Linked DNA regions of Mus musculus: regions 2 and 3 are each linked to region 1. A link is a contact called in public Hi-C and promoter capture Hi-C data. All regions are on one chromosome and are shown on one strand. Each heading gives the region's core, a stretch centred on a gene start, on an enhancer-like site or on the middle of the called end of the contact. The rest is flanking DNA. Distances are from core to core; before and after follow the strand shown. Region 1 holds the start of Extl3 (exostosin-like glycosyltransferase 3). Region 2 holds the start of Ccdc25 (coiled-coil domain containing 25). Region 3 holds the start of Pbk (PDZ binding kinase).

Region 1 (2,637 bases), core at 56-2,555:
CCTAACTTCAAGGCCTCTGTTTCAATTTCTGCCTCCAAGGGCCCTGCCCTGCTTTAAAGTTTATGCTTCAGCTTCTTTCAATAATAAACTGTGACTGGGATGTGTACGCCTAATAAACCCTTTCCTCCCCAAGTTGCTTTTGGTCGTGGTGTTTTATCATAGTTACAAGAGAGTAAAATAGGATAGATGAGGGAAAGAGCGGAGCCTGACTTGGAGATGGGTGGAGAGATCAGGAGATGAGGAGACTGCTCCAGAAAATCAACTGTCAGGGTTTTAAAAATGTTTTGTTTTGCAAAGGGAATGGTTAACTCAGTCTGCCGTGGGAGTGGAATCCTGTTTTCTCAGCCTCCCTGTCCTGAGCACTGGGTCTGGGTGCTCCCAAGAAGGGCAGGTGGAAGGGTCAGCAGCTGTGAAACCATCTCTGGGGTGCAGTTCTCCTTAAAGTAACAGACCACCCAAGCACAGGGATGGAAATGAGCTAACCTAGCTGGGTGTGTCTGGACTCTGTGGAGGAAGCCCTGGGGCAATAGCCTTGTTTTGGGGGACTCAAATAAATACGGAGAAGCAATCTGACTTTAAACTATACTACAATTGTTAATTTTAATAGATGAGTTTGAACTGTTTTCTAAATTAACTCGTGCTACTTTTAAAATTGATCCTATCTCCTCCCTCTTTCCTTCCCTTCTCCTCCTCCCCCCCCCCCCCCCCCCGGTCTCTCTCTGCCTCCTCTGAGCCCTCCCTGCCCCTGCCCCCCCTTCTCTCTATATTCTCTCTGTAGTAGAAGGGTCTTCCCAATTCCCAAACCACAGAGCCTGGCTTTAAAGTATTTAAAAGATACTCCTTTTAGTCCATAACTTGCAAGGTTGATTAATCTGTTTTGCAAAGCCGGGGATTTTTTTTCCCCCTAAGCATCTACTCAGCCCCGCCCTTTATTTGCAGCTAAATATTTAAAAGTGTTTCAGAACTGTGGGTCATTGCTAGCACGGGGTACCACATTTGGGCATGGGCTTATTTTTAGGTTGAGGGTTACCCAGATTAATGGGGCCTCTTCTCCAGGCTCCTGGCCCTTCTCACAATCACTGGCACCCAGCCTGCGCCTGGGATCCAGGAGGGCAGAGCCCACCGCCCCCCTCCGCCTGTGCCTTCGGACGCGTCCGGAAAGTCACGAATGTCTCTGCGCTTTCCTCTCGCTCGGCAGACGCAGGTTCGGCCGTTTCCGGCCCATCTTCGGCAAGTTCCGCCGGCGCGGGTCGGAAATGGCCGCCGGCCGGCAGGGGGAGTGGAGGATCCGGCCGGCAGGGGGAGTGGAGGATCCGGCGCGGCCTGGGAGGCGCGCAGCCGGCGGCCAGAGCGGCTTGTGGGAAGCGGACTTTCACGCAGGCAACGGCGGTGGCTCGTTACTGACTGGAAGCCGGTAGGAGTCCGGGCGGCATGGAAGCCCGAGGACCCGGGCAGGGCTGGAAAGGCTGGTGGGAAGCACCGGGCAGCCTTGAGCTTGCGGCTGTGGCGGGCGGGGGCACGAGCGGCGGTGCCTGGGAGCTGCGGCGGCGGCGCAGCCGGGTAGGCCTGCCCCGCGCGGGGGCCTCGCTCCGCTGGGGCCGGGCACTAGCGGCCCACGGGAACATCTCCCGTGGAAGCGCAGCCTTCAGCTCCCCGCGATCACTCCCACATCTGGCCGCTTCTCCTCGGCACAGCTGCGCGCCGCTGCCCGTCGGGCTCTTCTCTCCAGGTGGCCACTTCCTGCCAGGGGTCCAGGTGTTGCTGTGCTCTGTGTCCTCCCGGGGCCTGGGTGTGCCACAGCTGAGGGATTGGGGGTCCCCGTGACGCCCCACATGGAGTGACTGTTCTGTTGGCGACAGCCCCATGTCAGAGCCCGAGAAGCTGGGCAGCACCGAGTGTTTGCCCTAGTCCATAGTGAGCAGCTGCTTAGCCTCTGTTGAGATATCCACGGCCCTGAGCCCACTGAAAGTCGATGGGTGTCAGCCTCCAGCCTGGATCGCTGCTCTTTAAATTCTCAAGGCCTTTAATAGATCCTCTTCTTTTGGGGAAGAGGAAAGTCAATATGTGATTTAAGAGGTGGCAGTAAGCGGTTCTTCACTTTTGTCTTGTTCTTGTTCCACTTGGAGAGTCTGGCATTTCAAGGCTGGACTTCTTGACCCTCTCTCTTCTACCCTCCCTCCCTTCCCATCCATCCATCCATCCATCCATCCAAGCAGGCTTGGAGGTTCCTGTCTATTGCTCAACAGTTAGCTTTCCCCTCTGACTCAATGACTATAACTCTCTGTAGAGTCTGGGATGGTGGTTCTTCCCTGGGGCATTGATAATCTTGAGTGAAACTAGACTTTCTCAACAGCTTATTCCAGCAGAGGACTTTTATATAAATCGTAATGAAAGAAAAACCACTTTCTTAAACTCTTACTTGGTGTGTTAAACATATCTATTTCCTGTGAGGATTTCCAGATCTTTGCCCGTGGAGAGCCTGAAGAGCCTGAAGAGTTGACGTTAGTCTGAATGCTTTCTGGAGGAGACCTAGAATTGTGGCTATTAAGAATTGTGTGTGGGTGTTTTGTTTTGTTTGGTTGTTGGAGATAGGGTCACGCTGTAGCCCAGGCTGACCTGGAGTTCTTGGTGAGCCTG
Region 2 (2,637 bases), core at 90-2,589, 740 kb before region 1:
AATGCTTCAGTTAAAAGTATCATGAAAGGCTAGGTAGTACATGCCTTTAATCCCGGCACTGGGGAGGCAGAGCAGAGGGTAGCATGAATTCAAAGCCAGCCTGATCTACACTGTGAGTTCTAGGCCAGCCAAGGGCTACATAATGAGATCCTGTCTCAAAAATAAACAAACTAAAAAGTACTAAGAGACAAAACCACCAAACAATAACTCCAGATCTGGGGACCTAGAAAGTAATGCCAACGTCAGGGAGCCTTCAGGCAGGAGAGTCTATGTTTGAAGCAACCTGAGCCACTCACTGTCTCAAGAAGGGGCAAAAATCAACACAGCAGCCAACTGTGTAAGTAGGGCACTATGCTAAGGAGACAAGACAGACTGCCCCTCAAGAGACCTGCCCGGTAGCTCAAGCAGACACCTTTTAATACCACATGAGAGCAGTCCTAAAGGAATGTTAAGGGGGGTCCAGAAAGAAATGCATATTTTATCTTGACGAGGAAACTGGGTCTCACACAGTGTCTTCAAAAAGGCAAGCGCTATTTTAATGGGGTGAGAGTTTAAAATTAGAAATTGATTCTGGACAATATGGGCAGAGAAACTAAGTTGACGCGGCATTTCCTGGAAACCGAAACAGCTCTTTCTGGCCTTCCAAAACCAACCCAGTAGCCTTAGCAGACGTCCACTGGACCATCACCTCTGCCCAGGGAGGGGCTGTACTAACATTCCAGCCCTCCGATTGCTCTCCGCGGCACCCCAGGCCCTCCCTGCGTAGGAGGGCAAGCTACTCTTCCTGCAGGAGACATCTGCTGGCACCTGTCGCACTGGTCAAGCATCGCTCCAAGGTGCGGGCAGAACGCTAGGGCAAAGGCTTGCGACGGGGACGTGGGGGACTAGGCTGGAACGCACACACGTCCAGGAAGCGTTGGCGGGTCTGTCAAGTGGGGACGAGAATGATTACCGGGTATAAAGAAAGCGGGGGCGCATTCCCGCCGCGACCACCGGGGCCAGGGGACGACCAGGCAGCCGAGGGGACGGCCAAGCAGGGAACCAGAAGGCTCTGGGAGAGGTGCCCGCGGAAGGACGCGGTTCAGGACTAAGTCCAAGCCCAGCGCGGCGGCTGGGGAATGCCGGCTTTGGAAGCAGGGGCCCCGGCGTCACTCACCGCTGCTGCTGGTGAAGTAGAACACCATGATCCTGGTAGAAGAGTGGCGACTCCTACTCAAAACGCGAAGCTTGAGATACCGCCGGCGCGAGGGTGAGCCGGCTTCCAGGCTCTCCTCAGGACACTTCCGGCGGACGTGCCGTCGCGTCACAACGCCGTCCTGTCAGCGCCATCTTTAGTCCTGGCGAAGGGAAGGGTGTTGGCGGAAGAGCAGGTGTCCCGGGGATTTTGAGGATTCCGCTCAAGCGTCTGGTTGAAAGAAATTAGCTGGGGAAATACATCTTGTTTGAAGTCATAAAGAAAAAATACTAAGGGCAGACTTTATTTTCAGAGGCTCTACTAAGTGGACACGAGAGTTGGTCATCGCTTTTTATGTCTTCCCACTCAACCCAATATGGGCTCCATGCGTGCAGAAACTGCCTTTTTCATGCATGGTTAAGGGTCCCTGTAACCATTTCCTCAGGAGGCACTCAGTAAGAACCAATTTTTTTAAAAGATTTATTTATTATTATACGTAAGTACACTGTAGCTGTCTTTAGACACACCAGAAGAGGACATCAGATCTCATTACGGACGATAGTGAGCCACCATGTGGTTGCTGGGTTTTGAACTCCGGGCCTTCGGAAGAGCAGTCAGTGCTCTTTCTTACCCACTGAGCCATCTAACCAGCCCCAAGAACCAATTTTTAAATAAACTCATTCTCCCATTACTTGACATAGGTGAGGGTTTTGTTGTGTTTTTTGTTTGTTGACTTGACCAAACTAGTCAGAATAGAGTTAGGTAATGTTCATCAAACCCTATCTAAGCCTGAGATGGCCTCAGCAAGAATACAAGATGGAAGAAATGCTGCACTGTCTTGCCCAGTCAAACAATGAACTAAATTGCATCGAGGACAGAAGGTTCTCAAATGAATTGTTACTGTTACTACCCAGAGACACTCTCCTTTTTTGGGATTCCGAGTAGGGCTATTTTTTGTTCCTTTAAATCTAATGTCTGCTCCTTATTACCTACAAGACTGAACAAATACCAAACTTCTGAAGTTCAGAACCTCTTGCTATAAATTTACAAAATTCCACAGCCTTCCTAGGTTTGACTTGGAAGTTTTTCTTATTTCTGATAAAGAAAAAATATGAGAGTCCATTTCGGGCTGTATCCCTCCAACAAGCTCCAAAAGTCAGACCACACAAAAGGGCTACAGAAAAGGAGTTTTACCGTCCCTGGAGAGCCTAGTCTTTCATAGAGCAGGAAATTCTAGGCAAGTAGAACCTGATGGTAAAAATGTCCCCTCTTTGGCTTTAACTCTCTCAAAAGAAGAAACTAGCCAGAGTCTCCCACTAAGCAGTTTCCACTATTGTTCTAATTCTTTCACTTTACAAAACCCACTATCATTCTGGGTTTCCTGGTGCTGGTCAATGTTGTAGGCTATCCACCAGAGAAGACTGCTCCAACATGGGTTTAAACCAATAGAAAGTCTTTTTTAG
Region 3 (2,637 bases), core at 90-2,589, 710 kb before region 1:
TGCTTATTTAAGATTTGACTTTTCCCAGGGGCGTGGTGGCGCACACCGTTAATCCCAGTACTCCAGTCAGAGGCAGGTGAATTTCTAAGTTCAAGGCCAGCCTGGTCTACAGAGTGAGTTCCAGGGCAGCCTGGGCTACACAGAGAAACCCTATCTCGAAAAAACAAAACAAAACAAAAAAAAGATTTGACTTTTCATTATACACCTTCCATCACCTATGTGTGTGTGGCAGGGGTGGGTGGTCTATGCACAACAGTACAGGAGCCTGAAGTGAAGGATGGCCTCCTCTGGAATGACATGTAGTTGTTTGTGAGCCACTCCACATGGGTGCTGGCAACCAGCTCAGGGCCTTTGCAAAAGCCCTGCAGGCTCTAACCAATGAATCAAGACTCCAGCGTCCCCCACCCATAACTTTATAATATTAGCACTGCTTGGCTTTTCAAAAGTATCTTTTTATTAGCATATGCTAACTCTACATGATTTCGAGTTTCACTATGAATTTTCATATAAGCATGTAAACATATTTTTTTTAATACCAGTAATCCCATGTATAAAACTCTACCCACAGCCATATTCCCTGTCCTTTCTTTGGTCTCCATTCCCTAGTTACTGGGACCCCAGGCACTCACTACTGCTTCCAGGTTTTGGGGTCCTGAAGATGGATCCCAGGGCTGCATGCATGCTGGGCACAGACTGTACCCAATGAGTCACTGCCCTACCACAGGCCACTTTTCTACTGTGGCCTCACCTTAAAAGCAGAGAAATCCTCCCCCCACCCCCACCCCCCTCCTCCTTCATGGGGAAGGGAGTGACTTTCTCCCTGAACCCCCAAACTTTCCGCGATAAAGGAGCTCAGGGTCAGGGGCTTGGAGGTGTGCGATGGCTCCAAGGGGTTCCCCTATTCTCCATCCACTATCTCCCTGGGTCCTCCCCTAGCCGCTGTGTACCCTCAGTTTGCTGTTCTTCCCCGCAGATCTCCTCCAGGTCCTCCAGTGGAGGCAGCCTCCCTCTCGTCCCCGTCCCTCCCGTCCGCGACCCTCCCCTCAGGTCCTCGATGCTCCACCCCTGACCCCCAGTCTGCCAACCACCTTCGAGTCGGCCAGGCTTTCCCTTACCACGCTCGCACGCTCGGGTAAAAAGGTGAAAGTGACGGGCTGGCTCAAAGCTGTCTGGACACCTAGTCCGGAAAGTGCAGGCTCAGCTCCCTCCCGCCAACAGCGTAACCGCCGCAGCGTTTAGGGCGCGCGCATTTTCAAAGGCCGCGGCCCGCCGAGGGGCACTGGAGTTCTAACTAAAAGCAGTCAGAAGACTCGCTCCAGAAAATGCAGGAACAGCTCCCTCCCGCCAACACTCGCAGTAACCGCCGCGGTGTGTAAGAAGCACGCTTTTTCAAAGGTCCCGCCAGAAGACTACGGGGCGGCACTAGGGTCAAAACTCACGCGTTCGCACAGTCCTCCCAGGTTTACTGGAGTTTCCAGGTTTGATTTAGTCCTAAAAGAAGAAATCTTCCAGAGCGATGGCTAGAAAGACATAGCAAGTGTCAGACAGATGCTGGCGGAAAAACAAAATATATATCTGTTTTGAAGGCAAATTACCCAAATTACAAACACTGCTCAGAATATGCAACTAGGAAGTTTTATTGCAGATATATGTGTCCTTAAAACACTAATTAGAAATGTGTAGATTTTCATTATTTGAGGCTGAGAATAAATATAGAATATTTTGAAATTTTGCTAACTTAAAAAATTATTGCTGTGTTAGTGTGTTTGTGTGTGTGTGTGTTTCTGCTACCCACATGGGAAGATCAGAGGACAACTGCAGAAACTGGCTCCCTCCTTCCCTCCTTAGATTCCTGAGATCTAAATCAGAAGGCCAGGCTCTGGCAGCAAGCTCTTATCCTCATTGAGCCATCTCACTGGCCCAGTTTTGTTAATTCTTGGAATTACCACAGTCTACTTAACAAATATTTTCAGAGCACCTACTGGGTGTCAGGTATCTGCACTTGAGTGCCCACTGCATAACATAATCTACTGTGTTCTCTACAAGAAAAATGAATTAAGTTTAGGAGAACAGGAAGACATTCCCATACCTACTATGTGGCTCAGAGACCATGTGATACCTTAAAAAAGAAAACATACAATGTAATACAAGAAGCACCAAGAGGCCTCCTCAACAGGAACGCTCTGTGCCGCATTGTGACCTCTTCAAACGGTTAAAGAAATTCAACCAGTCTGAGGCCAGATAGATAGGGACATCTTCTTTATGAAGACAGAAGTACACACAGTGGCATGACACGTATGTATTCATGTGTTTATATACATTAACACACTCATTTGTCTACTGACATTATCTTGTAAGACCCCCGAAGCTGGGCCTCCGCTCAAGTCCCGGGATGAGCTGGCCAGCACCCCAGTGGCCCGAGAGAAAACCACACCTGATGCAAACTGCAAGAGGTTTTATTATCAGCTAGCTGAGGACAAAGTCCCTCTGCCATGTAGGGCAGGGGAGTTCGACCCTGAGTGGTGACAGTAGGGGGCTAGCTGAGGAATTGGGAGGAGTTGGGAAGAGTTGGGAGGAGTTGGGAGGAGAGTTGGCTACAGCTCCTTTTCTTTCTGGCGGGGGGGGGGGGGGGGGGGG

Evidence for each region. Hi-C and Micro-C count contacts between places; a contact is called where the count stands out from the background. Capture Hi-C pulls out chosen DNA fragments and counts their contacts.
Region 2: a Hi-C map of muscle stem cells shows a contact between it and region 1, with 2.3 times the contacts expected there. The contact joins the promoter of Ccdc25 here to the promoter of Extl3 in region 1. A contact is called at or near these places in 1 of 484 Hi-C or Micro-C datasets (muscle stem cells) and 1 of 115 datasets of contacts at active chromatin or transcription factors (pancreatic cancer cells).
Region 3: a promoter capture Hi-C map of pancreatic islet shows a contact between it and region 1. The contact joins the promoter of Pbk here to the promoter of Extl3 in region 1. A contact is called at or near these places in 2 of 115 datasets of contacts at active chromatin or transcription factors (embryonic stem cells and pancreatic cancer cells) and 2 of 9 other capture datasets (adipose tissue and pancreatic islet).

What each region holds. Positions count from the first base shown.
Region 1 is chr14:65,096,774-65,099,410 of GRCm38.p6, reverse strand. It overlaps Extl3 (exostosin-like glycosyltransferase 3), which reads left to right and starts at 1,305. Exons shown (of 7, transcript NM_018788.3): 1 at 1,305-1,414. It overlaps Gm52119 (a long non-coding RNA gene), which reads right to left and starts at 41. Exons shown (of 3, transcript XR_003951142.1): 1 at 1-41.
Region 2 is chr14:65,836,004-65,838,640 of GRCm38.p6, reverse strand. It overlaps Ccdc25 (coiled-coil domain containing 25), which reads right to left and starts at 1,339. Exons shown (of 9, transcript NM_145944.5): 1 at 1,157-1,339. The coding sequence starts at 1,184.
Region 3 is chr14:65,804,613-65,807,249 of GRCm38.p6, reverse strand. Pbk (PDZ binding kinase) reads right to left here and starts at 1,339. Exons shown (of 8, transcript NM_023209.2): 1 at 1,116-1,339.